7 separate regions of the Mus musculus genome follow, and regions 1, 3, 4, 5, 6 and 7 are each linked to region 2. Evidence: chromatin contacts called from public ChIA-PET, HiChIP or PLAC-seq and promoter capture Hi-C data. All regions are on one chromosome and are shown on one strand. Each heading gives the region's core, a stretch centred on a gene start, on an enhancer-like site or on the middle of the called end of the contact. The rest is flanking DNA. Distances are from core to core; before and after follow the strand shown.

The links. Promoter capture Hi-C pulls out the DNA fragments that hold promoters and counts their contacts. ChIA-PET counts read pairs in DNA pulled down with a chosen protein or histone mark. HiChIP or PLAC-seq counts read pairs in DNA pulled down with a chosen protein or histone mark. Capture Hi-C pulls out chosen DNA fragments and counts their contacts.
Region 1: an H3K4me3 HiChIP or PLAC-seq map of embryonic stem cells shows a contact between it and region 2, with 9 read pairs. The contact joins the promoter of Fam216a here to the promoter of A930024E05Rik in region 2. A contact is called at or near these places in 2 of 39 promoter capture datasets (liver and neural stem cells) and 2 of 115 datasets of contacts at active chromatin or transcription factors (embryonic stem cells and regulatory T cell precursor).
Region 3: a promoter capture Hi-C map of pre-B cells shows a contact between it and region 2, with 2.8 times the contacts expected there. The contact joins the promoter of Clip1 here to the promoter of A930024E05Rik in region 2. A contact is called at or near these places in 4 of 39 promoter capture datasets (the C10 cell line, liver and pre-B cells) and 2 of 115 datasets of contacts at active chromatin or transcription factors (memory CD8 T cells and microglia).
Region 4: a contact with region 2 is called in a promoter capture Hi-C map of liver. The contact joins the promoter of Arpc3 here to the promoter of A930024E05Rik in region 2. A contact is called at or near these places in 3 of 39 promoter capture datasets (hippocampal neurons and liver), 5 of 115 datasets of contacts at active chromatin or transcription factors (effector CD8 T cells, large pre-B cells, memory CD8 T cells and 2 more) and 1 of 9 other capture datasets (liver).
Region 5: an RNA polymerase II ChIA-PET map of memory CD8 T cells shows a contact between it and region 2, with 31 read pairs. The contact joins the promoter of Rsrc2 here to the promoter of A930024E05Rik in region 2. A contact is called at or near these places in 2 of 115 datasets of contacts at active chromatin or transcription factors (double positive thymocytes and memory CD8 T cells).
Region 6: a promoter capture Hi-C map of pre-B cells shows a contact between it and region 2, with 2.9 times the contacts expected there. The contact joins the promoter of Tctn1 here to the promoter of A930024E05Rik in region 2. A contact is called at or near these places in 3 of 39 promoter capture datasets (the 3T3-L1 cell line, liver and pre-B cells), 1 of 115 datasets of contacts at active chromatin or transcription factors (regulatory T cells) and 1 of 9 other capture datasets (adipose tissue).
Region 7: a contact with region 2 is called in an RNA polymerase II ChIA-PET map of memory CD8 T cells, with 98 read pairs. The contact joins the promoter of Vps29 here to the promoter of A930024E05Rik in region 2. A contact is called at or near these places in 1 of 39 promoter capture datasets (liver) and 2 of 115 datasets of contacts at active chromatin or transcription factors (bone marrow-derived macrophages and memory CD8 T cells).

Annotation. Positions count from the first base shown.
Region 1 is chr5:122,369,979-122,373,755 of GRCm38.p6, reverse strand. It overlaps Fam216a (family with sequence similarity 216, member A), which reads left to right and starts at 1,414. Exons shown (of 7, transcript NM_026883.4): 1 at 1,414-1,873; 2 at 3,183-3,241. The coding sequence starts at 1,809. Gpn3 (GPN-loop GTPase 3) reads right to left here and starts at 1,248. Exons shown (of 8, transcript NM_024216.2): 1 at 1,100-1,248. The coding sequence starts at 1,147.
Region 2 is chr5:122,987,971-122,991,825 of GRCm38.p6, reverse strand. It overlaps A930024E05Rik (RIKEN cDNA A930024E05 gene), which reads right to left and starts at 2,472. Exons shown (of 3, transcript NR_045820.1): 1 at 1,735-2,472. It overlaps Kdm2b (lysine (K)-specific demethylase 2B), which reads left to right and starts at 2,727. Exons shown (of 23, transcript NM_001003953.2): 1 at 2,727-2,958. The coding sequence starts at 2,926.
Region 3 is chr5:123,681,961-123,685,757 of GRCm38.p6, reverse strand. It overlaps Clip1 (CAP-GLY domain containing linker protein 1), which reads left to right and starts at 1,397. Exons shown (of 24, transcript NM_019765.5): 1 at 1,397-1,506.
Region 4 is chr5:122,390,518-122,394,861 of GRCm38.p6, reverse strand. Arpc3 (actin related protein 2/3 complex, subunit 3) reads right to left here and starts at 2,984. Exons shown (of 7, transcript NM_019824.4): 1 at 2,865-2,984. The coding sequence starts at 2,870. It overlaps Gm32853 (a long non-coding RNA gene), which reads left to right and starts at 1,551. Exons shown (of 4, transcript XR_387695.4): 1 at 1,551-2,323; 2 at 3,866-3,980.
Region 5 is chr5:123,746,855-123,751,036 of GRCm38.p6, reverse strand. Rsrc2 (arginine/serine-rich coiled-coil 2) reads left to right here and starts at 1,623. Exons shown (of 10, transcript NM_001005525.2): 1 at 1,623-1,748. The coding sequence starts at 1,743. It overlaps Kntc1 (kinetochore associated 1), which reads right to left and starts at 1,311. Exons shown (of 64, transcript NM_001042421.1): 1 at 1,213-1,311.
Region 6 is chr5:122,261,825-122,266,111 of GRCm38.p6, reverse strand. It overlaps Tctn1 (tectonic family member 1), which reads left to right and starts at 1,652. Exons shown (of 14, transcript NM_001039153.3): 1 at 1,652-1,974. The coding sequence starts at 1,743.
Region 7 is chr5:122,351,805-122,356,003 of GRCm38.p6, reverse strand. Vps29 (VPS29 retromer complex component) reads right to left here and starts at 1,676. Exons shown (of 4, transcript NM_019780.2): 1 at 1,528-1,676. The coding sequence starts at 1,530. It overlaps Rad9b (RAD9 checkpoint clamp component B), which reads left to right and starts at 1,799. Exons shown (of 13, transcript NM_001382853.1): 1 at 1,799-1,865; 2 at 3,390-3,460. The coding sequence starts at 1,829.

The DNA of each region.
Region 1 (3,777 bases), core at 165-2,664, 620 kb after region 2:
TCTAGATGCAGGGCGTGGGCTCAGGATGTTTCTTTAACACAGTCTACAAATTAACGTAGGTTACAGAAATGACCTCCTCCACGCTCCACGCTTCCTTTTGACAGCCTGTTCTCTCTACCTAGGACAGCCCCACCATACAGATGCACTGTAACTGACAGGTGAGCTGTGTACCTTCCAGATCAGATGACAGGCCCTGTGGAGTCACACAGCCATCTCTAGTACTCTGAATATTGTATTTATTAAATATTAAAATGATACAAACACCTCTATAGACTCTAGGCATCCCTCAAATGTCACCATTGCCGTTTCTACTGTGCTTAAGTGTCCTTAGCATCATTCTCTTAATATGTACACAAAGAAACACTGTATCACACAAAAAAAATAAATATAAAAACTAGAGCCAGGCAGTGGTGGCAGACGCCTTTAATCCCAGCACGTGGGAGGCTGAGGCAGGCGGATTTCTGAGTTCAAGGCCAGCCTGGTCTACAGAGTGAGTTCCAGGACAGCCAGGGCTACACAGAAAAACCCTGTCTCAAAGGAAAAAGAAAAAAATGCCCACAAACAGTGCATATCTACAAACTTATCTGAAACCCATACTCCAAACTTCTGAGAAAAAGGGAAGAAAAGACCCCATACTGGGTGCGTGGCAGGGGGCCTTGTCTGGAATTAGACAGGGGAAAAAAAACCAAAAAAACAAAAAGACCAACAACCCAGACTCAGATTCCGGGGCGGACCTAAGTAAGCGTATGATTTTGAACAAAATAAACCTTTCTGTGTTTGTAATCTGTAGAATGGGTATAGGATCAAGCACACAGAATGGATATGAAGACACCTGGAACGACCAGGGCAGTTCCTGGAGCAAAGGTGTCCTGCAGCTCTGTCTGGGTGCTGGACAGAACTGAAGTCTTTTGGGAGGACAGAACAAGCTCTTGAGCGCTCAGCCCTCTCTCAAGCCGCTCAAGAGCTATTAAAGCTGCTATCACTCCCAGACAAACAAAAAAAAAAAAAAAAGCAAGGTACAAGCAGAGAGCAGGAAGCCGTATACCCAGGGTTTCCCCGGAGCCCAGCCACCCACGCACCGCAGCTCCTCCAGGCTCACCTTCCCGCTGCCCGCGGGGCCCATGACGAGCTGCGCATATCGAGGCATGCCGCCTCTCCGGGGGTTTCACACACAGCCGACGGCCACACTCCCTTCAGCCTTCGCGCGACAGCCACGGCGTTCCGGGGAATGTGCGTAGGAGCCAATCGCAACCACAGATCGCTCGTTCAGCACGGGTATTTACTACACCATAGACTACGGAGCGTCCCCAGGGCCAAAATGCCTTCCGAAACGCGTGCCGTGCTCAGAGAGGAGGCGGGGACACGAGTTCGTTCACGCGTGCGCAGAGAGAGAAAGAGAAAGAGCCGAGAGCCGTTATCGGTTGGGCCTCCGGCGAAGGCGGTTGCCTAGGTGATAGCGGATCGCGAATTACGCTCCGCGCCCCCGGGCCGCAGCACCGGTGCTTGGGTTTGACACATAGGGTGACAACCGAAGGTCTGCAGGTCCTCTGAGGGTCTAGAATACTGAGGTGGATAAGGAATACTTGCTTTAGGGTGCGTGTGGATGGATTTGCCCTGACGCGTCCTTGTCAGCGAGAGATGCCCAGGCGCAGGAGCCTGGTTACCTGAGGTTCCTCCGCCCTCGGGTCTACAGCTCCAGGAACTCGGGTCTTCCTCCGCACCATCCGGCGGCCACTTGAGCAGGGTCGGAGTGGGGAGAGCCGGAGGCCGCCGACTCAGAGCCGGTGTGGTGCACGCGTGTGGACGGGATGCCGAGCCGTTGGCCCGGGGTCGCGGGGCCGCCCGCCTTGGCCCGGACGGAAGGCGGTGAAGGGTGAGGCGGCCTTGGGAACCCCTGCCGAGGAGGCGCGAGACGGGGGGGGGGGGGGGGGGGGGGGGAGCGGGCTCTAGCGGGGCTCGGCTGCCGAGGCGGCCTCGGAGCAGGACAGAGACTGAGCTTTCGGGCTCCTAACCTGGCGGGGAGCCGAGGGTCCAGCCGCCTCGGGCCTGGGAAGGTTTTAACTGTCCCCTAGATGGCTGAGGACAGTTGACTTCTGATATCACAGCTGGATGCCATGCTTCCCTGTCCCCCTCCTGGCCTCCTTCCTTAAAAAAATCAAGAGGCGGGATGACTGGGATCCAACTAGGCCCACAATCATGGCTCTTGTAGAATCTGAATCCGTGGCCATGAAATAAAAATATATTTATGTTTATTAAGTACATTATTATTAAATGTACATTTTATTGTAAATATATATTTGGTGCTAAGACTTTTTTTTTTTTTTCCCCGAGACAGGGTTTCTCTGTGTAGCCCTGGCTGTCCTGGAACTCACTGTAGACCAGGCTGGCCTGAACTCAGAAATCCACCTGCCTCTGCCTCCCGAGTGCTGGGATTAAAGGCGTGTGCCACCACTACCCGGCTACAGGAATCAATTTCATTTTTTGAAAAAAGTAAAAAGACCAGATCCATGATTGGAAACAATTAACAAACCAGCGTACTAGTTCCAGCACAACGTAATTGTTCTTTCCAGGACAGAAATTACTTCTATTAAAGAACAAGAAAGATATCATGTGGCTAAGTACAGGAACCAAGCAAACTACAGGCTTGATCTCACTGTAGAATTAGACTAGGACGCTATGAGACCAGATTTACCTAAGTCCTTTCTGGTAAAGTAAATATTAGACTAGGGATCCAGCTTGGTGGTAGTAGAGCACTTGTATAGTGTTGGTTAGCCCTGAGTTCTATCTCCCAGTAACATACACACACTCACACGTTCATCCTAGTATGCTAAAAATCTGACCACTCACTTAGAAAAAGCTGTATTCTTTTTTGTAGCCAATCTAGAGGAGAAACTTGGTAAGACATTGATGGAAACAGGAAAAAGTCAAGAGCGTGTGCAGCTGTCTCTGTTTTCAGACATCCAGTCCAGCTGGGAGTGGTGCCGCACGTCTTTAATCCCAGCACTCTGGAGGCAGAGGCAGGCGTATTTCTGAGTTCGAGGCCAGCCTGGTCTACAGAGTGAGTTCCAGGACAGCCAGGGCTACACAGGGAAACCCTGTCTTGAAAAAAAAAAACCCAAAACATTCAGTCCTCAGTGGCTATGAGGCTGCCAGATTACATTATGCGTGTTCTTTGCTAACAGATCAGCTGGACATTCTTATCCCCAGAATTCCAAGGGCACTGGCGAGCAGCATAAAGCAGGTAATGCATGTGGATTACAGATTTGAGAGAACCCAGGTTCCCTGTAACTAAGTACACAGTGCAGTGTTACCAATCGGCAAAATGGCACAGCAGCTAAGGACACTTGTGGTCAAGCTGGACGACCTGAGTTCAGTTCCCCCAGAACCCACCGGGTAGGCGAGGACTCTCCTTTTGAGTTGTACTCTTTTAAGAGTTTCAAAGATGAGCTCTTTACCTTTTGTTAATATATAATGATTTTTTTTAAAGTACCAGTGAATTGTAAAAGAAATATGTTTAGAATTAGCAACGGTTGGAAAGTGCAGGGCTTTACACCTGTTGTTTACACATGCACTATTGGGGAGAATCCTGCATGAACAGCTTCGGAAACCATAAGCTATTTCACAGGAAGCACTTTCAAAATACCACTTTGCTGATCAAGTTAAGAGAGAGAGGAAAAGAAAGCCTCTAAGGGCCTCTTAGTAACTTTGCAGGCTAAGGGTTAAGGGGAGGTCGGGTGTGCTGGCCTTGGTGACATGGGTGTTTGTGCAGGGGATGCC
Region 2 (3,855 bases), core at 1,223-3,722:
GATGATACAACAGACTAACACAGGTAGGATCTGACTGAGCCTTTTACAAGGGCGGTACAGGAAGACATTATTTCATTTCCAATGAGGCTGGCTTGTGTTAAAAGCTCATCTTTCTCAAAAGAAGCCCCCTTTCCTATTTCTCACCTATTCTCAGCTCCTGGGGGACAATCAGCCTGAAGTTAGAGCTCAAGGGTCTGGCCCTTCCCCCTGTGGCCCAAAATAACCTCCTCCCCCACTCAGAGGGAATGCTTGGAATTCTTTCAACTGAGGACAAAGGCTTTCATCTGCCAATTACTGATAAAGGGAAAATGCAAATATGCTGGAGAAGGTGATCCATCAAGGGCTCAACGTTTATTGAGTGACCACTTAGACCCAGCAGAGGGGTGGGCATTCTGGGGGAGTCAAAGGGGAACAAACACCCTGCAGGCTCGTTCTCCTCTCATGTCTGTGGTTTCCTCTCCTCCAGGTTTGTAAAGGGACAGGATCAAATCAGGTGACCGATCAACCTCTGCCCACTCTACAAACGTGGCTCACTTCTGACTTTTTCCAATGCCAGCCTTTGGGGGAACTCAGAAGCCACAGGGAGTGGAAGGGGGTTCTGGGGGGAAGGGAGAGACTTCAGGGAGGAAGATGAACGAAAATCTCCAGCATCCTATTTGACAGTTTTGCTTTAATTCTGTAATCCACTGATTCTCAACCCTGGGCCCCTCCTTTATTTCATTCTGAAGCATAAATGAAGTCGGTGGACATTTGAAAGGGTAAGCAGCATGACTGAGAGCGAGTCGTTTCTGCCTTTCTGAATCCCAGCATCCTCACTTACAAAGCAGAGCAACAAGGCCATGAGACATCCCCTTCAAACGTATTCTTTCTCACAAGAAGAGCCAGATAAAGTGGTCCACATCCCCATGTCAATGGGTATGGAACCCAGGGCCTTAGGCTTGCTAGGCCAAATATCCCAGGACTGCGTTACAGCACCAGCTGGCCCCTGGTTTTCACAGGGATGGTTAGAAGGGCTGCCCAGAGAATGCAGCTGAGCCAACGTAGATGTAGTTTCAGTTTGGTGACAAACTTGGTGTTTGTCGCCTCATCTCTACGTAGATTTCTACCGATAACGTGCATGGATGGAATTTTTAAAAAAAAATTCAAAGAGCAGATTTGGGGACAGGTGGAAAAAAAGTACAGACCGATAAGGCAGGAAATTCTGACGTAAGGGAGGGTGACGATGTGTGGTTCACAGCTGATTTCAGGTGGCAAGGCCACTTCCTCCCCGTATCTGTCTGAACCAGTGCTCTTGACATTGGGACAAGATAAAAACAGCAGTCACCTAAACTCATAATTTCTTGAATCTGGGTTTCTCCAGGGTGCAAAATGACCTGCTTTAGCTTGTACGCCAAGCTAGCGTCACCTGGGAGGTCTCTCAGAACATCCTTGTGATGCTGTCATTAGGCCCTTGCAAGAAAGGAAGAGGCCCGGAGGGAAACAAAGTTTAGGGCCAGCATTTCTCTCAACTTAAAGGAATTCCAGGACCACTGAGGGTCAGTCAATTCTGGAAGCAGTCACAAGCACTACTTAAAAGACGGAGGAACATTGGGGATCTGCTACTCCAGGAATATTCACAAAGGCTGCCCCCCTTCTCCGCTGAGAAACAATATGGATCAATCAAGGTTGCTGTACCCCAGAAAGCCACAAACAACCACCACTTTTCTCTTAAACTGCCACACGAGAGAGGCTTACCTTTTGCCTGCCTGCATTAGAGACGCTGAATCCGATTCTCTATTCCCTCCTGTGTATCGATTTATCTCTTCTCAGCGAGTGTAGAGACTTTTTTTCCTTTCTCTTTAAAAGCCCAACTTCTATTTCAGGGCTGTACTACCGAGGCTATCCGAATGAATGAACCAAAGGCTTTCTTCCGGTCAGCTGCAGTCTGAAAAGGCTGTGGACTGGCTGTATTTCCTGTACCTGTGCGTGTGTCTCCATATTATTATTTCAGCCCCGGGAGTTTAAAAGTTATGCAGTCTGTACAGATACAGTGCTGAGGTAATTTCTTTCTGAGCCCCTCAGATGCCTCCTCCATATGGCAGGTTCGCAAATGGATAAGGGTCTGGACAGGCTGGCCCCTCCCCCCAGGCATGCAGTAGAAAAGCAAAACAGAAAAAGAAATCACACATACAAAATACTTTGAATTTAGGTCGCCAGCATAGGTAATGAGGAAAGGTGGGTGAAGGAAGAGAGGGACAGCCCTGCGTAACCCAAGCAAGAGGGGGCAGGGGCAGAGGTGGGGGGTCGTTTTGGGGGGTGCCAGGCCCCGGGGGCTTTCACGCCAGCAGGCTTGGCTAGCATTTCCGCGCCTCCCGCTGAGGCCATCCGTGCAAATCTGCACCTCCCTCCCCACCCCCTCCTCTCTTTCCCTCCCTCCCTGCCCCGCCATCTCTGGGATGCGCCCGCCGCCTGCAACTCAGCCCTCCAAAAGTCAGCTCCCGGGCGGCGGCGGCGCCTGCGTGCAGAGGCGCACTCGTGACCCAACAACAAAACAGCGATGCCAAGGCGCTAACAGCGCCCGGTGCGTCCCAGGCTCCCTTCTGGCCCCACACCTCCTACGGCTGCGGTCCCCGACACCCCCAACCCGAGCCCCCCCTTTCCCCAACTAGCCTAGCCGCAAGCTCCGAGCGCGATCGGCAACAATGTTTACGTTCCGGGGATTATGACGTCGACGCCTCCCCCCCCACAACTGCTGAAAATGGTTTCCTAGGACTTTGCAAACGGATCTGCTTAAGTGTTGGTGCAAAACTTTGTAGATATCGGCTCTGGCTTGCTCTATTTATTTATTTTTTTGCTTTCTTTTCTTTGGTCTTCCCTCCTTTCCCCCTCCGCCAAAATGCAGGGGGCAGGAGTGTTGACAATTAATTGGTGAACTCTCCTAAAAAAATGGAGGCAGAGAAAGACTCTGGAAGAAGATTGGTGTGTAGCTTTTTTTTTCTCCCCCAAATCTGTATCTGGTATATGATCGATTTATCTATCTATTTATTTTTTTGGTTGTTTCTTGCTGCCTTTTCTTTCCTTTTCTGTATTTTGCAAGAGGACCGGAAAAAAATAATAAATTGCATGCAAAAGGAAGCAAGCAGCTTACTCCTCCAGTCTCTTGTGAGGCTCAGGGTCTCAGACACTTAAGTGGGGAGGAGGCAACGCCGAAAGGCGTGGAAGGGACTGAGCGGGCTCGGGGTTCGCCTGGGATCTGGGGGGCTGCGGGGCTCGGTGCTGAGCGGCGGAGGGAGGAGGAAGAAGGATGCGGGGAGTGGTGGGGGAGTCTCCTTAGGAAGTGAGTGTGCGCGCGCGCTCGTGGGGAGATGAGGCAGCTGCTGGTGCGTTTTGGGGTCTCTGATAGAAGCTTTGTGGTGGGCTGGCTGCCTCTCTCCCCCCACATTCTTAACCTCCTCCCCTCCCCTCCTCTTCTTGCACTAGCGGTCGGTCGGCGGGGGCCGTTAGGGTCTCAACCCTTCCGTTTCAGCTTTCCAGCTTTTCTGTAGCTCGGGAGCAGCTCCAGCCTTAGTAATGCCGCCGGCCCTGGGTTCCGGCTTCCCGGGTTGGCCGCCGTGGCCGCCAGGGCTGCTGTTACCGCGGAGCCGGTTGCTGCAGCGGCTTCTCTCGGGGCCTACATCTGCCCCGCCAGCTCATACCCGGAGCCCCCTTCAGGGGTTACATAACCAGGCTCCCAGTCGAGTGGGCAAAGCTTAGCACATCACTTGGCGTGGGGGCAGAGGAAAGCCCCCAAATACCATTTCCATAGCTTCCAAAGATGCAAGAAGGGATTGCTTCGTTTAAGGGCAGTCGGGCCTTGGGGGTGTGAGCCCCTTTTTC
Region 3 (3,797 bases), core at 148-2,647, 700 kb before region 2:
TCCCACTCCTGAAGGCTAGTATTGTCAGTGTGCACACCAATAGGCCTGGCTGCTATTATTATTATTATTATTATTATTAAATATTTTATTTATTTGTTATTATAAATTTTATGACAGGGTTCTATGTATACTCTGTGTAGCTCTGGCTGTCCTGGAACTCAGGAGGCAGAGGCAGGCAAATCTCTGTGTTTGAGGCCAGCCTGGTCTACAAAGAGAGTTCCAGGACAGCCAAGGCTATTACACACAGAAACCATCTGGAATAACCAAGAGAGGAAAAACAGAGTTGAATTGTACTCAGATCAGCGGGTAAGTATTGCTTGCCTAAGTAGGAATGAATTCTGGGTTCCCAGGGTACTCTCACCTCTTGACCTTGGAGCTCACATATCAGGCTCAGGTGGAATAATAGATTATTTTTGTGTGTGTGTGATTTAAGGCTTAAATGGACAGGAGGGTCTGCAGATGAAATTTACTTTGTGCATTTCCAGTGGAGTTCCCTTCTTGGGCTCTCTGAGGTGCCTGTTTGCCCAGACACAATGGTGTTTTAAATAAAGGTCAAGAAGGGAGGTCGCCCTTCAGAATATTTCCTCCTTGGCCCCTTCTCCATCAATACTGAGTCACTGCAGAAACCTGGGCTTCCAACAGCTGCAGATTTCTGCCGGGAGCTGCAAAACTTCTGGGGTTGCCATGGTCCATGGGAGCGAAATGCTGGCCGCCCTCTGCTAGCGCAGCCCTGAGCCGGCTGTTGCAGCGTCCTCTCCAGTCCCTTTCAAAAGCTTGACAAGGGGATCCCTGCTTGGGGAGGAGCCCGAACGGGACATTAACCTGGGCTTCTGTCCAAACGACTGGGGCGAATAAAAGACGCTTTTCTTAAACTAACTGGGCTGCAGCCCTGGGCTCATCTCAAAGGATTTTTTTTTTTTAACCCCTCAGTGATTTCCTGGAGAGCAGAGACCGTTCATCCCAAGCTGAGCTTGCCTATGGGCATCTCCCTTCCAACTTGGGGCAACGGATTTATCACCCTGCTCTAGGCGGGAAAGGGAGGTCAATGAAATCAATCAGCTCCCCCACTCTCCAACCGCACCCCATCCCATCCCCAAACGGCAGGCTGCGGTTGGTCCAGTCTACGGGTAGCCATCCGGGGTGACTTGCATATTCTGGGCACACTTGGCTAGGAAACAGGGAGAAGCCTGAAATGCCAAGGCACCCGCGTCTGCAGGCCCTTCGGTCCGTCCCCCGGCATCTTGCTCCTTATCGTGGAGGATTTAGGGGCTCGCAAGGGGAGCAGGCAGACAAAGGGGCGGCAGGGGAGCTCGCGGGCGGCAGCGGCCCGGGCACGGGGAGGGGCGGCGCGGCGTCTTCTCCCGGCCCCGCGGCGGCGGCGGCAGCGCGTCACGTTCTCTTCCCCGCCCCGAGCCGAAGAGCCGGGGAGGCGGGAGGCGGCGGCCGCGGCGGCTGCTGCTGCTGCTGCTGGGAGGCAGGTGACGGCGACCAGCGGCGTCCCAGGCGGTGAGCGAAGCGCGGGCCCCATCTCCATCTCTCCTTCCTCGCCGTCCCACCCGTTCTCCCTCCGCTCCTTCCCGCCGCCCGGGGATCCGGGAGGGAAACGCCGGGAGGGAAGGCTCGTCTCAAGCTCCCGCCACGCACCGGGACGGCGGCCGAGGAGCCGCGGACGCACCCGGGAGGGTGGCGGGCGCGGGGAGAGCGTGGCTGCGGGGAAGGCTGGCTGCGTGCGAGCCGCGCGCGTCCGGGCCCTGGCAGCCGCGGCCCGGGGCCTTGCCTGCCTTCCTCCCGCCGCCTCAAGATGGAGCGTGGACTCCTTGTCCCTGCGCCGCCTCGGGAGCCGTTCTCGGAGGAGCCCGCGTCCTCTTCCCCAGCTCTTGGAGGGGGAGGTTCCGGGGACGGCTCCGTCGCTCCCAGAGGCCGCGGGTCCGGTTCGACCTGTTGCCCTGGACGCCTCCCGCCGCTCGCCATCTGGGCGAGCTTTCCTCGGGCAGGCCCGGGACGCCGGGTGGCCGGCCGCGAGCCGGCATGGAGGGCGCCCTTGCCCCGTGGCGCTCGGGCTCAGCCCGGCCCGGCTCGGGCCCCGGTTCCCGGTCCCTGGCTGTTCGGCCCCGGGCTTTTGTTTTCCTTCAGACCCCTGGAGCGTGATTCTCTGTGAAGGTAGAAGGGCGAAACAGGGTGCCAGATCTCTGAAATCACCGCTGCCCGGTAACCCGAACCTGCCAGCGCGGTCGGGGGTTGGCGCGGAAGACAGATGACACTTGTTCGGGGTTGGGGGTGGGGATGGGGTGACTATTTTAAAAGCAGAGAGCCTTGTGGTTTGTCTCGAACCTGGAGGTGTTGCGTTATTGGGGAGAGAACAACAGAATATCGGATTAATTTATTTAATTTTTATTTATTTTTATTTTTTTCTGAGTCTGGAGTCCTGCCCTGACATCCCGTAGTCTCTCCGCTTCATGTGGCTTTTCCCATCTGGCAGAAACCGCACACCACCCCCTTCCTCCCTGCCCAGCCCCACCTCTCTGGTATGAAGAAATGACTCGTTAAGTCTGGAATCCACGTGCATACCCATTTTTTAGCAAAAACTTGCCAACTACTGTTTCTATTTATTTACTTATTTATTTATTAAGACAGTGGATATGTTTCTGTCATTTCCTTGGTTTTTTTTTTGTTTTTGTTTTTGTTTTTTTTCATTTTGGTGTGAGTCGGCAGTCTAGCCTCTTCTAGGCCCAGGACTGTGTCTGTCTGTCTGCTTGGGGCTCTGTTAGTATTTATGCGGTGGTGCTTTGGTGATTCTCATGCTAGGATTTTATGATTATTATTCCTAATTGTGGCTCCCAGTTAGGAGAGCCGCGTTTGGCTTCTAGGCGTAATGATGCTCTTTTGCAAGTATCCTCAGGACTGTTGCTCCTCAGCCTTGGGGCATTTCTTCCTCTTGAAATAATAACAATTAGGGTTTATGGAGGGCTCCTTCTGACCGTGCTCTGGGCAAGTGCAGAGTTTTGTTTTTGTTTTTATCTCATGTAATCCATCCAACCTAGGGAGGTTGCTGTCATCGTCATTTTACAGGGAGGGCACTGAAAGGTCAGAGTCACAGCCAATACGAGATGTTGTCAAGAACTGTACCTCAGTCTGCTAAGTTAGTTTGTTAGGGCAGTGAATCAATGGTAAAAGGCAAGGCTGGACGTTATGAAAGCCAAGGAAGTGGGTGATTGCTCAGCTGAGAGCCTGGGACTCTTGCTGAGGTTCAGAGGAAGTGGTTAGGCTTCCTCCTAGGCCTGGATTAGAGAGGTAAACATTGAACCTGGGTGGGAACTTTGGTAGTATCTCTGAACATGAGGATTTTGCTATTCTCAGCTCTTTCAGTCATTGCTGAGCACGAAAATAAGCCAACCTGGTTCTTGTCTTTAAGAAATTTAATACATTCTAAAAACTAGTATTTTTAATTTTTCTTTTAGTTTTGGTTTTTCAAGACTGGGTCTCTTTGTGTGGCTTTTATTGTCCTGGAATTTACTCTGTACACCAGGCTGGCCTTGAACTCACAGAAACCAGTTTGCCTCTGCCTCCTAAGTACTGGGATTGAAGACGGGTGTCATCACTGCCTGGCTTATAAAGGAAACTTTGACTTGAAAAAGAAACAAACATAAGAGTCAGTGTTATTAGTCATGGCATGCCTGTTATTTCAGTATTGGTGAAGTGTTACGGACCCTTCGATGGCTGCTTATGGAGCTGTGGTCTGTCTGTGTAATGAGCTCTATTCAGTTTGCACACCTCAGATACTCATGGAGCCATTTCCT
Region 4 (4,344 bases), core at 1,735-4,234, 600 kb after region 2:
CTCACTTACTATGCAGGTAGCCCAGGCTGGCCTCTCACTTACTATGCAGGTAGCCCAGGCTGGCCTCTCACTTACTATGCAGGTTAGCCCAGGCTGGCCTCTCACTTACTATGCAGGTTAGCCCAGGCTGGCCTCTCACTTACTTCACAGGGGACGATGACTTTGAACTTCTTACGCTCCTGCCTCTGTCTCCCATTGCTGGGATGATGGATCTAGATAACCACAGTACTGGCGAGTAAACCTAGTGCTTCAGACATGACAGGCGAATGCTCTACCAACTCAACTCTACTCCAGTTCCCACCAGTCTGCTTCTAAACTTATAAATGAGCAAGATACACCACACCTTTGGTGAGTGCGTATGAGCTAAAGGAGAGGGAACTGTGTGGATGAACAATCTCAAATGCTGGTCCTATGATTTCGAACTCAGAAATCTGCCTGCCTCTGCCTCCCAAGTGCTGAGATTAAATGTGCATGCTACCAACTGCTCAGCGTGATTTTTTTTTTAAAGATTAAAAAATATCTTATAGCCGGGCGTGGTGGCGCATGCCTTTAATCCCAGCACTCGGAGGCAGAGGCAGGTGGATTTCTGAGTTCGAGGCCAGCCTGGTCTACAGAGTGAGTTCCTGGACAGCCAGGGCTACACAGAGAAACCCTGTCTCAAAAAAACAAAAACAAAACAAAACAAAAAATATATTATGTGTGTGCACTATATCTGTGGACGGGTATTTCTGTGTGTATGCAGTACCCACAGAGTCCAGCAGATGGTGCTGGGGTCCCTGGAGCTGGACTTATAGGCAGCTGGCACCTGCTGGATGTGGATGCTGGGGACAAAACTCCAGTGCTCTTAAAGGGTAGTTTGAGAATGCTGGGAATTTCCCTCCATTAATGGTAAACAACCCTTCAAAAGCCAATATTCTATAAATCTGCCCCACCTACTAAAAACTTTCATGCCACATCATTTTTAGAAAACTGTATGCCTACATACTAGAAGAGGGCATCAGATCCGATTATAGGTAGTAAATTGCCCTGTGGGTGCTAGTAACTGAACTCAAGACCTCTGGAAGACAGTGTCATCCGGAGATGCGGGGGCTCATTTGGACAGTAACTCTGGGTCTTCACATATACTAACTATAGGAATCATGAATCTTCCAAAGCCAAACACGGTGATGCCGGACGGGCTTGTCATCCTGGCTACCTAGGAGGCTGAGGCAGGAGGATCACAACTACAAGGCCAGTCTGGGCAATTTTATAAGACCCCTTTTCAAAAGTAAAAAAGATGGGGGAATACTGCTCAGTGGTAGAGCATCTATGTAGCATGCCATGAGGCCCTGGGGTCAATTCCCCACTGCTACTCAAACACATGCACACTGTTCAAAGTTAGGCTTGCTCTCCTACTCATTATAAATAAGCCTTATTTATGCCAGCCTCTTGCCCACATCCCCGGGTCCCCTGTTCTCCCAATCCCTGTCACCAGGTACTGGTTTTTGTTTTTAGTTTTATTTTGCACATGACCATGCATGTGTACATGTGTGTGTGTGTGTGTGTGTGTGTGTGTGTAGTGTTCATGTTCACGTGTGTGCATATGTGTGCATGTAGGTATGTATGCTCATATCCACAGGTGGAGGCCATAGGTCTGTTTCTTAACTGCTTTCCACTTTATTTTTGAGACAAGGAGCCTCAGGGAACTCTACACATCCCCAGCTCCGAAACTGCAGACACGCTTTGCATGCCCTCCCCCCGCCCCTTCTGTTTTACTTGGGTGCTAAGCATCCAGACTCAGGTCCTCTCATTTGTACCACTGAGACACCTCCTCAGCCCCTACTATCTCTCTCTATATATATATTTATTTCCTGTGACATCGTCTTTCATTGAACCCAGAACTTGCTTATTTTTGGCTGGGCTGGCTGGCCAATAAGCCAGAAGATCTGCCTGTCCTTTGCCTCCCCAGAGCTGGGGTCACAGGCATGAGCTGCTGTACCTTGTGACCCCACCTCCTGCATGCAAGCCTCTTTTTTTTTTTTTTTCTTCCCCCATTTCTTGGGAGACAGGCTTTGCAGTTCTGTAGCCCAGGATGGCCTAGAACTCACTACATAGTCCACATTGGCCTGAACTTTGCCATCCTCCTGCCTCGGTATTGGGATGAGCGATAACTGAGCGATAGGGGTAGGCTAACTGCCATCTATCTGTTTTCGTCACAGCAGTTGTTAAGATAGGAAACTACTTCCTATGTGCATTTGCATGGTTACTGTCTACCCGTTAAACTGTGAGCTCCTTGAGTGGCCCTTAGTCGCTGCTGTCAACAATGCTGGCTTCACAGCGAGAGGTCAGTAACACTGGTTCAGTGTGGGTGCACGCTATTCAAGCGTCCCTTCGCTAAGCTGCAATCGGCATCAATTTCCTCCCACTCGGATGCACACGAAAAAGGAAACCAGCGCTGGCTCGGTGGTGGTCAGGGAGTCGGGTGGGAGTCAGAGCAGGGAGACGGAGGAAGGGGTCCATCAGGGAAGTGAGGTCTGACAGGTGACTAGGTAGCAGGCCGATCCCACTCCCTGGGGTGGAGGAGGAAGTGGAAATGACAAGGGGGAAATTTAAAAAAAAAAAAAAAAAAAAGGAGAAGCTGGACCTTAGACTTAAAAATAAATTAAAAGCCAGCCATCGTTCTTAGGTTCGAGGCTCTAGGGTGGGATCTGGGAACACGGCAGGGTTAGGGGGGAAGCGGCGGGGCAGGCGAGCCGGTGTTGGAGGCAAAGGCTGGAGATCAGGGCGGACGCTTCCTCTCTCCCCGGCCTTATGACACAGATCTCCTGCCACCCCTCGGACCCTCGCCCCGCTCGGCTCCCCGCCCCTGGGGCTCGAATGCTTACCGGCATCTTGACGGTGTCCGGATTCGATCCAGAGAAGCCGAACTCAGAAAGCGTTTCCGACGACCGAGCCTGGGTGGAGTGGGCGGAAGTAAGCCGGAAGAGGCGGGCGGAAGGAATAAACGCACTTCCGGTGACTTGCTCCGGCTGCGCTGACCGCAAGTGACGCCAGGGGGCGCGTCAGCGTGAGGCGATGACCGTGGCGCATGCATAAAGCACGTTCAGAATAAAAGGCTGGATTTTGAAATTGAAGACTCCCTCGCAAGTGGTTAATAATCAGCTCCCGGTTTTGTTTTTTGGGTTTTTTTTCTCATTTCCCGGCTTCAGCTTCAAATCCAGTACCACTCAGTCGCCTGATTTACCCTTCTGCTATGTCTAGTTTTTTACTTTTTTTTTTTTTTTTTTGGTTTTTCGAGACAGGGTTTCTCTGTGTAGCCCTGGCTGTCCTGGAACTCACTCTGTAGACCAGGCTGGCCTCTAACTCAGAAATCCGCCTGCCTCTGCCTCCCGAGTGCCGGGATTAAAGGCGTGCGCCACCACACCTGGCTTAGTTTTGTACTTTTACCACAATGCAAGGTGGGGGACATCAGTTCTCACTTTCCACCGTGATACTCTCGGAACCAACACAGTCTTCAGAAACACCTACACCCTGAGCCGTCTTGGCGGCCAATATTTTTTATTTTTCAATTTTTTCTTTGCTAAGAGTCGCATGAAGTCCAGGCTGGCATATACATATAAATGAATATGAACTGATCTGCACCCACTTGTGTTCAGGAATTACAGATATGTGCCCATCACTCCTGTTATTTTTATTTATTTTTCTTGCTTAGTTTTATGATGCCGACGGTGGTGTCTATCTTCCTTGTCATGTTAAGACAGTCAGGGACCACCACAGGGGTAAAGGAAAGAAAAGTCCTGAGCCTACCCCTTTGACCTGTCTGTCACCCACTAAATGTGTATATCATTTCTACTCTTTCAACAAGGTATGGTGTATGTCTTCCCAGATCATGGCAAGGACTAAGTGGTCATGAAAACCAAGCATATTATAAGGGCCTGAGTGATGCCACATGTCTGAGGGGATGACTACAAACCCACCACTGACACCCATCATATATGTATGTAAGTATGTATTTTGCCTCTCTGGGTAGCCCTGGCTAGTCTGAAACTTGCTTTGTAGACCAGGCTGGCCTTGAACTCTTGAGATCCACCTGCCTTGCCTCCCAAGTACTGAGACTGAGGGGATATGTAACCACCATACCCAGCCAACCACTTTTTGTTTTTGGACAAGGTATTAACTATGTAGCCCAGGCTGGTCTCTACAATGTCTGGCTTATACTCCCTGTTCTTTGTATGACTGCTGAGGAGCCAGGTCCTGGGGTTGAATCCTAGTTCCAACATGACTAGCTGTGTTATTCTGAGCAACTTAATGTACCTCTCTGTGCCTCTGTTCCTCACCTAAATATAGAGGCCTCAGTATTTACCT
Region 5 (4,182 bases), core at 374-2,873, 760 kb before region 2:
GCAAGATCCTGTCCACACACACAGAGTGGGAGGGGAATGTTGGAGTTAGCTAAAACTAAGGCTGTTTTGAAGGAGTTTTGTGTGTGTGTGTGTAGCCTAGAACTCACTGTATGGACCAGGCTGACCACAAACTCAGATATCCTTTTGCCTCTGCCACCTGAGTGCTGGGATTAAAGGTATGCGACATCTCTGCCTGGCTTGAAGGGTTGTTTGTTTGTTTGTTTTGTTTTGAATAACTTTTTCTTTTGAGTCAGCCTCTCACTGTGTAACTAAAGGTCTTGATCCTAACTTGAACTCAGGATCGTCCTACCTCAGCTCTAGACTCCTGGGATTTCAGTCAAGAGCTATCACGTCCTGCTTGTTCTGGGTTTTGATGGTTCCTGGGACTCTATTTGAATTGTCTGATAATATGCTATCTGGAAGCAGATAACATTTGGGCTAGGAATGTAATGAATAAAGGAAAAGAGCTCCTGCTAAGAACATAACACGACTTTAAATCCCAGCACTCAGGAGGCAGAGGCAGGTGGATCTCTGAGTTCTGAGCCAGACTGGCCTTTAACCTAGTACTTGGGAGGCAAAGACAGGACAAAGCTCTGTGAGTCTGGACTCAGACCACAGGCTAGACCAGTTATTCAGCACTCTACCAACTGACTTAACATTCCCAACCCTGAGGTTTATAGTCTTGAGGGAACAACAACGACAAAATGGTTGAACACTGTGTCAAGTATTTGGGTTTTTTTGGTTTTGGTTTTTTTTTTTTTTTTTTTTTTTTCCTTCGAGACAGGGTTTCTCTATGTAGCCCTGGCTGTCCTGGAACTCACTCTGTAGACCAGGCTGGCCTCGAACTCAGAAATCCGCCTGCCTCTGCCTCCGGAATGCTGGGCTGGGATTAAAGGCGTGCGCCACCACTGCCCCGTTTAAGACTACACTTTCTTCTGGTGAAAGAGAGCAAACAGGTGATAAACAGATTTTGACATCACCGAGTGCGGAAAAAAAACAGACGAGCCAATACAAGGTCATGAATCAGATGAAACACTATCGATGAAGCTATATCCACGAAAACTCAGACGGCCTGCCATCTAGAATCCTCTCTAATTTTTTTCTCCCGCCATCATCTAGAGATCGATAAAACCCAGAGACGGACTGAAGCCCCCTGCTGGTTCCACCTAACACTCCTCCCGCTCCCATCGAGCCGCAAGGCTGACGTCTCACCTGCAGCAGCTGACGAAATTAAAAAGAGAATTCTCAAGTGTCTCACACTTCTTCCCGACGGACACAACCGCCCCTACTCATTTTACCTTCCCTGCCACTGATTTGAATTGGCGGGAGAATACCGTGCTCAACCCCTTTTACGGAGGCCGGAGCAGGCCAAACTTGGCTCAAAATTGAGCGCGGAAACCGCCCCGCCCTAAACTAAATTGAATTCCCGATACCGAGCATCCATTCTGGGAGGTATCCTTGGCCCCACCCACTTCGTAGGCTTCACGCCACGCCCTTCGAGAGACTAACCAATCACCGCCTCGAACCGCGTTGTTATAGAAACTCTTATCGCCACCCACTTTTTCTCCCAGCAAGCTGCGCGCCTGGCCCGGCCTCATCCCCTTTTTTTTTTTTTTTTTTTCTTGTGCCATCCGGGTCTCTCGCGCAAGAGATTCAGTCTGTGGCGAAGCTTCGAGGCGGCCAGTACTGTTGAGTGCGGGCAAGCAGAGGCGCCGCCTTAGCGGCCGGGACTCAAAAAAATAATGGCGGTAGGTACTAAGTGGAGCTCGAAGGCCAGGCTGGGTTTTTTGTTTGTTTGTTTCTTTAACACAGAGTGGGCGACCAGCTCATCAGGGCTGTTGTCCGTGCCTGTGTGTGGACAAGATGGCGCCGCGGCCGCTCGCTGCGCTCGCCATCATGGCTTCCTGCTGCAGGGAGGGGGAGGTAAGGCCGTCTGGCTGGGGGTGGGGAGCCGCAGGGAATGGCTTGGTTTTTTCTTTCCCTCTCCAGAACTTTCCTCATCATTTTCCCTGACCCAGTATTTCTCCAGAAGCCCACCGAACTGTGGGGTTTAGCTCTTTGACCCAGACTGGTGTTAGGCTTTGCGTTTCCTAAGGCTTCTGCGTTCATGCTTGGCGCTTTATCGCATTTGACCGGAAAGGAAAAAAAGACCAGAAGTATCCTCTGGGACGCATCGGGTCAAAAGGCAGGCTCCTTAAGGCGCAGTGTAGGAGGACACAGTCTTTTTATTTGTTTGTTTATTTATCTTTGAGCGATCCCTCAGTGATAGGGCTACTTCTAGTTTTGCGAACCTTATTGGTTGAAACTGGGATTCACTTAAAGAGGGGAAAAAAAAGTCTATCTAGTTCCAGTCCCTTATGTTTTAAAGCGATTTATGAGGTTTTTTTTTGGGGGGGGTTGGTTTTTTTTTGTTTTTTGGGGTTTTTATTTTTGAGGCATGGTTTCTCTGTAGCCCTGGCTGTCCTGAAACTCGCTCTGTAGGCCATGCTGCCCCCGAACTCCGAAACCTTTGAGAACCGCAGCATTGTTTAAGACCCCCTTCCTGAACCAAATGGAAGCCGTATCTAAGAGACCTGAACAGGAAGCCTGCCCTGGATATATACTATGCTCATTGCTAATGAATCATATTAGCCTGTGATAATTTGTTTCTGGTTTTCGAAAGAAAATATTCTTGTAAGCATTCTGTATTTCCTTTTACTGACAGGTTTTAACTTCATATTGCAAATAAGGCTTACTTTTCCTGATAGTTGGAGTATTTGAAATTAGAATGGTACAGGTAGTTTTTCTGCATCTCACTACCCTCTTTCTAGATGAATTTAGAATGATTTTTTTTTTTTTGACTTTTCAAAGAGTAGGCAAGCTTTTTTAAATTGTGGGATTAGTGTCTTGGGCCTCTTAGTATACTTCAAGAATGGTATTATTTGCCGGGTGTGGTGGCGTACGCCTTTAATCCCAGCACTTGGGAGGCAGAGACAGGTGAATTTCTGAGTTCGAGGCCAGCCTGGTCTACAGAGTGAGTTCCAGGACAGCCAGGGCTACACAGAGAAACCCTGTCTCGAAAAACCAAAAAAAAAAAAGAAAAAAAAAGAATGGTATTATTTTCCTTGTGTTCCATTATTTTAAGTGAGATAAATTCAGTTATTGGCTTTCTGCAGTGTCGTCCACTGTAAACGTAATCCTCCAGAGAGCTGGCCTAGTATCAAATCCTCTGCTAAAGGGATTTGTATGCTGTGCTTCAGCTGTTGTCTAGGGTTTTCACGATTTAAATGTGGAAAACGGGTGGCTTATAGACCCAGTGACTGAACATTGCAGTTTGCAGGCAGTGTTTCTATGGATTTCTACTAAACTGAAGTAAAACTGACTAATTGATATTTTGGCTCTCAGTCTCCGGGGGATGGGGAGGACGCCTATTATTTCATGGGTTTAATGATGAAGTGGGTTTTATTCTGTAGTGTGTTTTGTATGTGAAATGACTGCTCATAACCTGTGTCACACAGTGGTTCCTCTTGTTACCAGGCTTCTGAGCATGCTACAGAATAAGCGTTATTGGACTAAACCTCTTTTTCTGTAGTTTTCAGTTCTCATATTGGTTTTCAGAAAAAGGGTTCCTAGTGAGAGGCTGTAACAGGAGATTGAAAAGTTTGGGGGCAGCTTTGGACACACGGGCATCTGAACCTGAGATGAGGGGTGCCTGTGGTTTGTTTGAAGTGCTTTTTAAGCTGAGAAAATACCATAGGCCAATCTGAAATCGTCCTTAAGGATGCAGAGAACAAGAAGGGGGAAAATGTTCTTTGGAACACTGTCCTCCTTAATAATGTACTAGAGCAGCATGTATTATTACTCGGTGATAGTAAATCAGGGAGATTATAGTATTTTAGGAGAGTCGGCTATCGTTTGAAATACTTTCTTTCTGTATCTTACTGTTCTCTATTGAGCTATAACTGGTAGCTTAGCACATAATTTATGCATTTCACCTCCAACCATAAGTTTGTCCTTTTAATTGTGTGTCCTTAACTGATGAGCCACCTTTCCTATCCCCAAATCTGTCTTATTTTGTGTGTTATTTAATATTGGAGTCTGTTATCAGTTTTGATCCTTTTTGTGCCCCAGTAAAATAATACACTTCCTTTATTTTGGTACTTATTTTCTGAACTAATCTTCCCAAGGGAAAAAGTTGGTCAT
Region 6 (4,287 bases), core at 403-2,902, 720 kb after region 2:
TCTACTGGAGCATCTGAAGACAGCTACAGTGTACTTACATATAATAATAAATCAATCTTTAAAAACCACTGAAAACTAAAACCAAACCAAATTCTACACCCAGTAAACTTGTTACTTGTTGCCAACAAAAATGTTGACTGGGAAGAAACTCCAGCATAGGTGACTACTATATTGCTTATATTCATATATTCAGTTTTGAATAATGGAAGCGTCACATTTAGATGTGTGCTTTTATTTGGGTGCACACACTCATGCAGGTGCCCCCAGGGACCAGAGGACCGGTTTATATCCTTTAGAGCTGGAGTAACACAGGTGAGAAGCCACCATGCTGGTGCTGAGAACTAAACCCTGGTCTTCTCCAAGCAGCAAGGGCTCCTAATGGCTGAGTCATCTCTCTAGCCCCTAGATGGACTCAGTGAATTATGATGGAAAGAAAGAAAGAAAGAAACTAACAAATGAGTCCCCACTGTCCCCTAAGGCTTTCGAAATGTATGAGCAGATAACAGTCTACACCTTGAAGTCAAATGTCAGAAAATTACATTGAGGCTTGAGACTGGATAAAAGGATTTTGAGAACTTTTCACAGAATGATTTGAAGCACAGGGCTGTAAGACTTAAGGAAGGGCTGGAGAGATGGCTCAGCGGTTAAGAGCTTGGGCTGCTCTTCCAGAGGTCCTGAGTTCAATTCCCAGCAACCACTTGGTGGCTCATGTCATGTCTATGACTGTCTCATGGGATCTGATGCCCTCTGCTGGTGTACATACATACAGACACAACACCATATACAAAAAACAAAACAAAACAAAACATAACTAACCCTTAAAAAATACCTGAGAGACAGAGGCAGGTGGTTCTCCGAGTTCGAGGCCAGACTGGTCCACAGAGTGCATTCTGGGACAGTCAGGTCTACAGAGAGAAACCCTGTCTCAAATTCCTCCCCCATCCTCCCCCTACCAGTAAACACACACACACACACACACACACACACACACACACACACACACACACGATGAGAAGAACATTCCAAATGATATAATCATAAAGGCAGATATGGAGGTTGGATGCGGTGGTGCATGCCTGGCATGAGGCACTGACATAGGGCTGCCTTGGGTTCGAGATTAGTCAGGCACAGAGAGATCCCGTCTAAAAGAACCAAAAAGTTAAGAATTCTTTTGTTTCTCTTATCATAAATAAATCCGTGGACAGAAGTGCTCTGGCGACCTCCTGCGATGTATCCAAAGGCAAAGAAAGTAAAGAAAGTGTTACATGGGGTAAGAAATTCAATGTAACTTAAAGGAACCAAGTCACTTCTAAACATGCGCTGCGGGTCTTTTATTAGAAATACTCTCTTCTAGGCTCTGCCCTAGTCTTGACTGACTCCGAATTCTGTGAGGCTATAGCTGGGAATCTACATTTTTAAAAAAAAAAAAAAAAACAACCACGCAGCACCCAAAGTGTCACAACAGAAGTTTACATCTTCCGATTTTCTGAGGGCTCCTTAGAAAGAGCTGTCTCATACCCCGCCCCCACCGGCCCCGCCCCTCCTCTCCGATTCCGCCCAGGCCCCGCCTATAGCCTCGCCCAGCTCCCGCCCCATTCGCGGGTCTGACTTCAGGCCCCACCTTCTTCCGCAGACCAGTTTGGCCTCGCGAGCCCTTTCCCGTGATACCTAGCGCTAGGCTGTGACTGTTGCCCGGGCAACAGACGGGCCTAGCTCCCCGGCGCGGGCTACTCTGCTAGGCCATGGGGTCGCGGGGTCTCCCGCCGCTCCTGCTGGTGCTCCTAAACTGCTACACCTCTTCGAGCACCCAGGTCATTGCCATCCCGGCTGCGGCCACCCCAGCAGTGACGAAGGAGGATCTCAATTCCACCAAGGCCACCCCCACCACTCTGCAGCCCTCCCTGTCGCCTAGGACCCCGGGAACTCCCAGGGCACCGGAGCGCTCTGGCCCCAGGCCTACCCCGGTCACGGACGGTGGGTACAAAGGGGTGACCCCCCTGGAGCGGGTACACCAGCTCAAAGTTACCCCCTTCTCAGCCTCCCTGTCGTTACCCTCAGGGGGAGATCGGATCTCTGGCACACAAATGCGGAGGGCGGGGCTCAGTTACTCCCTTTTCCGCATCATTGCAGACGGCTGCAGTGGGGTACTAGATAGAAACCTACAGAATGAGTTGAAGGCAGTACTGGTAGAAGAAAGAGTGCTAAGTGGATCTTCGTCCTCTCCACGCAGACACACGGACATGGGCATCCCAGTTGTGTCTAGATTACTGAGAGCCCAGCAGATATTTTCAGGGTGATTAAGTGCGTTTTAGACATTTTTTACCAGCTAAATGGAGTTATTAAACACACCTGTTTCATCCGTATCTACTTACCGCTCGGAATTTGAAGCTTTGGCAACAATTCGTGGTTGTAAATTTAAACACATGAGGTAGTGGACTTAATTGCTCTCTCCCTTTTACCCATCCCAGTGAAGGGAGTATGGCGTTCTTTTAGTGAGTACGCGCAGTTGTCCATGGCTAGAGAGGACCTAGTCAAGGAGGAGCTAATTTGTCTTTCGGACTAAGAAAGCATTTTTCATTTATCAATAAAACTCCCCTTTCCCTTCGTGCCTTTCCAGAGCGTTATACCACTTTCGGGGGGAATTTTTTCTAAATCTTAAAAAAGTATTTTAAATTGTGTGTGCATATTTGTATATGTTTGTGAGGATGGGGTGGATATATATTGGCGCCCTTGGAGAACCGAAGTGGGGAGCTGGAGTTTGTTTGAGAGCTGGCTGACTTGGGTCCTGGGAACAGAAGTTAGGTCCTGTATACAAGCAGTATGTGCTTTTAACTCCTGAGCCATCTCCCCAGCCTGTTCTAGAACCATTCCAGTCTCCTGCCTTCGCCTTCTTTCCTAACTTTGTTCCTGACAGGTTTGCTAAGTGACCCAGACTGGCCTGTAACCTGACATCTTCCTGACTCTGCCTCCCAGTTGCTGAGATTCCCAGGTGTGGGCCTCCCAGCCTGCCTCCCATCTCTAGAGCTTGTTTTTTTGTTTTGGTTTTTTTTTTTTTGTAAATTTTGAAACCATTCATTCATACAAATAAGAATGCTATGACATCCCGTCAGCATTTGGCTAAAATTCTTTGTTTGAAGCCTGAGATTATTGCCCCTCTTCCCCAAAAGGAAACCAAACATTACAGTTAAGATGCAGCCCAGGGGGCTGGAGAGATGGCTCAGTGGTTAAGAACACTGACTGCGCTTCCAGAGGTCCTGAGTTCAAATCCCAGCATCTACATGGGTGGCTCATAGCCATCTGTAATGAGATCTGGTGCCCTCTTCTGGTGTGTCTGAAGACAGCTACAGTGTAACTCATATAAATAAATAAATTAAAAAAAAATCAAGCCAGGTTGTGCAGGTGGTACACTCTTTAATCCTGGGGAGGGGTGGGGGAATCTCTGAGTGTGAGGCCAGCCTGATCTACAAAGTGAGTTCCAGTCAGGGCTACACAGAGAATTCCTGTCTCAAAGAAAAACAACAAGAAACAAACAAACAAACAGATTCAGTGACACCTTAGCTGGGGAAAGGCAGGAACCATGGTGGAAGGCACCTGTGACCCAAAGTAGCCTCTGCTTCAGGAAGCAAAGAGCAAACAACCAAAATTGCCAAAGCCCTGGATGCATTATTTCCTCTCTCCTCACAGTAGTCTGTGCCATGAATTCAGTTTGTTATCTTTGTGCTATATATTGTTTCTTGTTGTTGTATGTTGTGGTTTTTTTTGAGATTATCTTATCTATCTGTATGCCATATACGTGCCCCGTACCTTCAGAGGCCAGAAGAGGGCATGAGATCCCCTGGAGCCAGAGTTAGAGATGGTTGTGAGCGGTCCTGTGGGTTGTGGACACCGAAGTTAGATCCTCTGCAGGAGCAGCCAGTGCTCTATCGCGATCACCCCGCCTCTTTAGCCCTCTGTTGTTTCTTTGAGAGGGTTTTCTCCATTGACAGAGATAGAATGAGCAGGGTAGTAAAGACAGTAGTAAACTGAGCCAGTCTATCGCGTGCTCAGTACTCTGCGAGGAAGCTCTCCCTTCTGCTCTCGTGGAGGTTCTCTGCCTGATCGATGCGAGTCCTGAAGACTCAGTCACAGTGGCTGTCAGGGTGGCTGAGGTCTGAGTTGCTGTCTGGGTGGGGGTGGGGGGATGTCCCTGCCTTTCCTCCATGTTGTTGTTGTATCCTGTCATAAATGCATTACCTTATATTGTAAAATTTTAAATTACAAAAGGACATCATAAGCCAAATTAGGAAC
Region 7 (4,199 bases), core at 427-2,926, 640 kb after region 2:
AGATGGCTCAGCAATTAAAAAGCACTTGCTGATCTTTGAAGGACCCGGATTTGGTTCCCAGTACCCGCGTGGCACCTCACAACTCCCTGTAACTCCAGTTCCGGGGGATCCGAAGCCCTCTGGTCTCCAGTAGCTCCTGAACTTGTTTGGTGCACATAAACTCATGTAGAGACACATACACAAAAATTCAAAATAAAAATTTAAAAGAAACGTGATGCCCAGCATAGCAACTGCCCTTAAACATAAGCGTTCACCCCTCAAAACGACTTCAGAGACATGAATATGCAATCATTCCAGCAAATTCTTCTTCCTTGCAAGTGTCTCCAAATTGCCATCAAAGAACTAGTCTACTTTAAACTGGAGTCTAAAGCAAAATAATTCTCTTTTAGATGCCAAAATCCAGTGAATTTAAGCATATACCTTTGGAACGGCTTATAAAGCCACCTTTTTTTTTTTCTTTTCCATTTTTTATTAGGTATTTATCTCATTTACATTTCCAATGCTATACCAAAAGGCCCCCGTAGCCACCCACCCCCACTCCCATACCCACCCACTCCCCCTTTTTGGCCCTAGCGTTCCCCTGTACTGGGGCATATAAAGTTTGCATGTCCAATGGGCCTCTCTTTCCAGTGATGGCCGACTAGGCCATCTTTTGATACATATGCAGCTAGAGTCAAGAGCTCCGGGGTACTGGTTAGTTCATAATGTTGTTCCACCTATAGGGTTGCAGATCCCTTTAGCTCCTTGGATACTTTCTCTAGCTCCTCCATTGGGAGCCCTGTGATCCATCCATTAGCTGACTGTGAGCATCCACTTCTGTGTTTGCTAGGCCACCTTTTTAAAAGGTTGTCTGCACAAGGATAATCTGTGAAAAACGCAACGCGTGCCCAGCAGCCAGTGAGGTGCCTTCACTTTAACCTTCATCAGGACAAACAGCAGTCCCCCCCCCCAACTTTAGAGAGCAAAGAGTGCCTTCGAAAATCGGATTACAAGGACGTGTCTGCACAGAAAAGTCGTAGGGACAGCAATCTATTGGGGGGGACGGGCCTAAAGGTCTGATGCAGACTGGGTAAGCTAAGGCTCTCCGAACAACCCCGCGCATCTCCGCAGGCTCCAAACGATCCCCACGACATCGCTCAATGGGGCCGCAGCGGCCACAGGAGACGAGCAGTCCCCTTTCCGGGTCCCCGTCCGGAGTGGCGGCCAGTGCGACGGCTACTTCGCGCTCTGCCCCGAGGCCGGCTACCCCCAGCAAGCCGGGAAGGACCAGGAGGGAAGAGACGTGCGGTCACACCGACTGCCGGAGCCGATCTCGTGACCGGGTCCGGCCGCCGGGTCCGCCTCGCACGCCCTCTGGCCGCTGGGGCGAGGGGGCGACATCAGGCCGAGCCGCACCCTCAACCAGCCGCGGTCCTCCCGTTCCAACTCCGCGGCCACCCGGATCCTCCTCGCGCCCCCACCCCACTCCCTCAACCGGACGCCGCAGCATCCCGGCCCCACCCGGGTAGCAGCCGCCGTGGGGCTCACCATCCTGTCACCAGGGCTCCGTTCAATCACCACGAACGCCGCCGCCCTCTTCCTCAGGCTCCTCGGTCGACCCGCCCACTTCTTCCGCCACCAATGAGACGCGAAGTTGGCAAGAGCCTGTCTTACGGGGGCCCGTAAGGGTCATTTCCCGTCAAGGGAAAAAAAAAAAAAACCCGGCGCTGCAAGAAATCGCTCGTGGGCGGGGCAAAGGAAAGGCTGAGCTCGCGGAAAGTGCGGGGGCAACATCCGGGCACCCGCGGCTGGCGCGCTTGCGCCCTCCATGCCTGCTCTGCCCGTAGCCATGCTGAAGTGCGGGATGACGGGCGGCCAGGTGAAAGGTGGAGCGGCCATTCTTGCTTTGCTACTTAGAAGAGGGAAAAGTCTAACGCCTCGTGCAGGGTTTATCCATCGTCTTCTTCGGCCTCCTCCGCCATTCTTCGCCACGACTGAAGCTGCCATAGCGCGCCTCGCGAGGGCCATGCTGGGCTTCGAAGAGCATGCCAGCCCCGTTCCATTTGATTTATGTCCAGGGTTTAATTCGGTGACCGAGAAAAGAATTGTGCCATTGGGCCTTAAACTCGGATTGAGGAGGGCTGATGTGGAGAGAATTCAAGGGGGGAAATAATACTTGACCAGCAAAAGTATTTTTGAGCTGTGGGAAAACCAACCTGCTGCTTTATTCGACATTCTGCCGGAGACATTTTTTTTATTGTTGTTGGGTTTTGTTTTTGTTTTAATATATAATCTCGAACAATCCTCTCTGTCCCTCAGTCGAAAAATGAGACTAATATTAGCCCCTTCGTTGATAGAGGTTGTTAGAAGCATGGGCTAAATAAAAAGTCCATGTAGTGAGATCAGAAATTAGAAAGACTGTGTGGAGAACTGTATAATACATAGCCTTATAAGGGGGGTGGGATGCTTGGGCTGGGGACCGGGTTTGTGTGTAGACAGACCAAAGAAGGGCCAGTGTACCATCCCCCTTCAGAGGTTGGGAGAACTCAAAATGAATGAGAGCATTAGCACGGAAATTGGCTTGCAGGAGAAATAATGTTGAATTTTATGTCGATGCATATTTATTGAAGTCTTACTGTGTATGTAGGTAAGGGTATACGGCATTTCCTAATGTAAATTAGTCTATAAAACGCTGTGTGGATCGGCTGAGTAGTTTAACTCCCAGGTGTATCTTGACCAAAAAGTTCAGTGTAATCACTTAACGGGAAATTGTTCGGACATATTCAGGAAAAAAGGATTTCAAACCACTGTTTCCAGCTCTGTGGCATCACATACAATTAGGACACCGTGTGGTGAATTCCTGTCATGGTGCCTCCTCTCATAGTGATGCACTTTGCTAAGGCTTGACACAGCATCAAAGTTGAGATCGTTATAGTCTAACAACATGTTAACCTAGCCTAGCATGTTGGAAGCCAAGATGCTCAATGCTGTTGTCGTATGGATAGCCCATGAATGGATGCAAGTGCTAACCACTTAGTTTCCAGCCTTTAGCCCAAGATCAAGCGTAGAGCAATTAGTAGAGCCAGGATGAAATGGGTTAGTCGGAAAAGGCCTTGAAGTTTCGGAAGGATGAAGTTTGCCAACAATTTTGGATAACTAGTGTTTTGATTGAGGAGTAGTCTTGTCTCTGTAAAACTAAAATCCCCTATTTCCATCTCAGGCAGTCTGACCCACAGGGCGCTAACACGCAACAGAAGAATCACTTGCATTTGACAGGCATGACTAAGTTGTTCAGTGGATCCCACCGTCCTTTCTGGTTTTCACTTGAGTCCTGTGCATACAAGAGTAGTCTTGTGGTTTGTCTTCACTGCTTGGGAAGAATGTGAACGCACCTTTCTTTTCCTCCATAGTATTTGGGAAAGCAGTACAAACGCTATCACGAGTGAGCGATGAGCTGTGGCTAGACCCATCCGAGAAAGGTGTAAGTTAAAAGGCCTGCTGTGTCGAAAACCAAACCAAAAAAAAAAAAAGCCAGGTGTGCCTCAAATCCCAGCACTTGGGAGGAAGAGGCAGTGGGGTTTCTTTGAGTTTAAGGCCAACCTGGTCCACAGAGTAAGTTCCAGGACGCCAAAGCCACACAGAGAAACTCTGTCTCAAACCCTCCCCTACGGGTCAAGAAACACAAACAGACAAACGAAAAACAACGACAACAACACAAAACAAACCAGGTGTGATGGCACAGGCCTATATTCCCAGTGCCAGGGAGGCAGAGCTCAGCCAGCTATATATCAAGTGTGAGACCAGTTTGAACTACGGGAAACCTATTTTACATGCCAAGATAAATTAAATTTAAAAGAATGTTAAGTGACTGGTTCATATATTAAAGCAAGAGAAGATGTTTTAAAAGTGCTAAGTCCAAGTGAAGTGTGGTGGGTAAAATCGAGAGCACATAAAAATTCCAAAACCTGACAGTTTATAAGCATGCATTCCCAGAATGGCTGCTGCGTTAAGTTATAGCTTCTCCCCCCAGGCAAGGTATGAGGTCAGTCACTTAGGGCTTTTCTGTCACTTCCCACACTTCATGCATTAACGTTGTGGTCACTGTGGACACTGACAGTTTTACGGTATCAGAGCTTGAGAGTATAGATTTTGTATGTGTATGTTCAATATAGATATATACACATCTGTAGGTACCATGTGCAAGTTCAGTGCGCACGGTT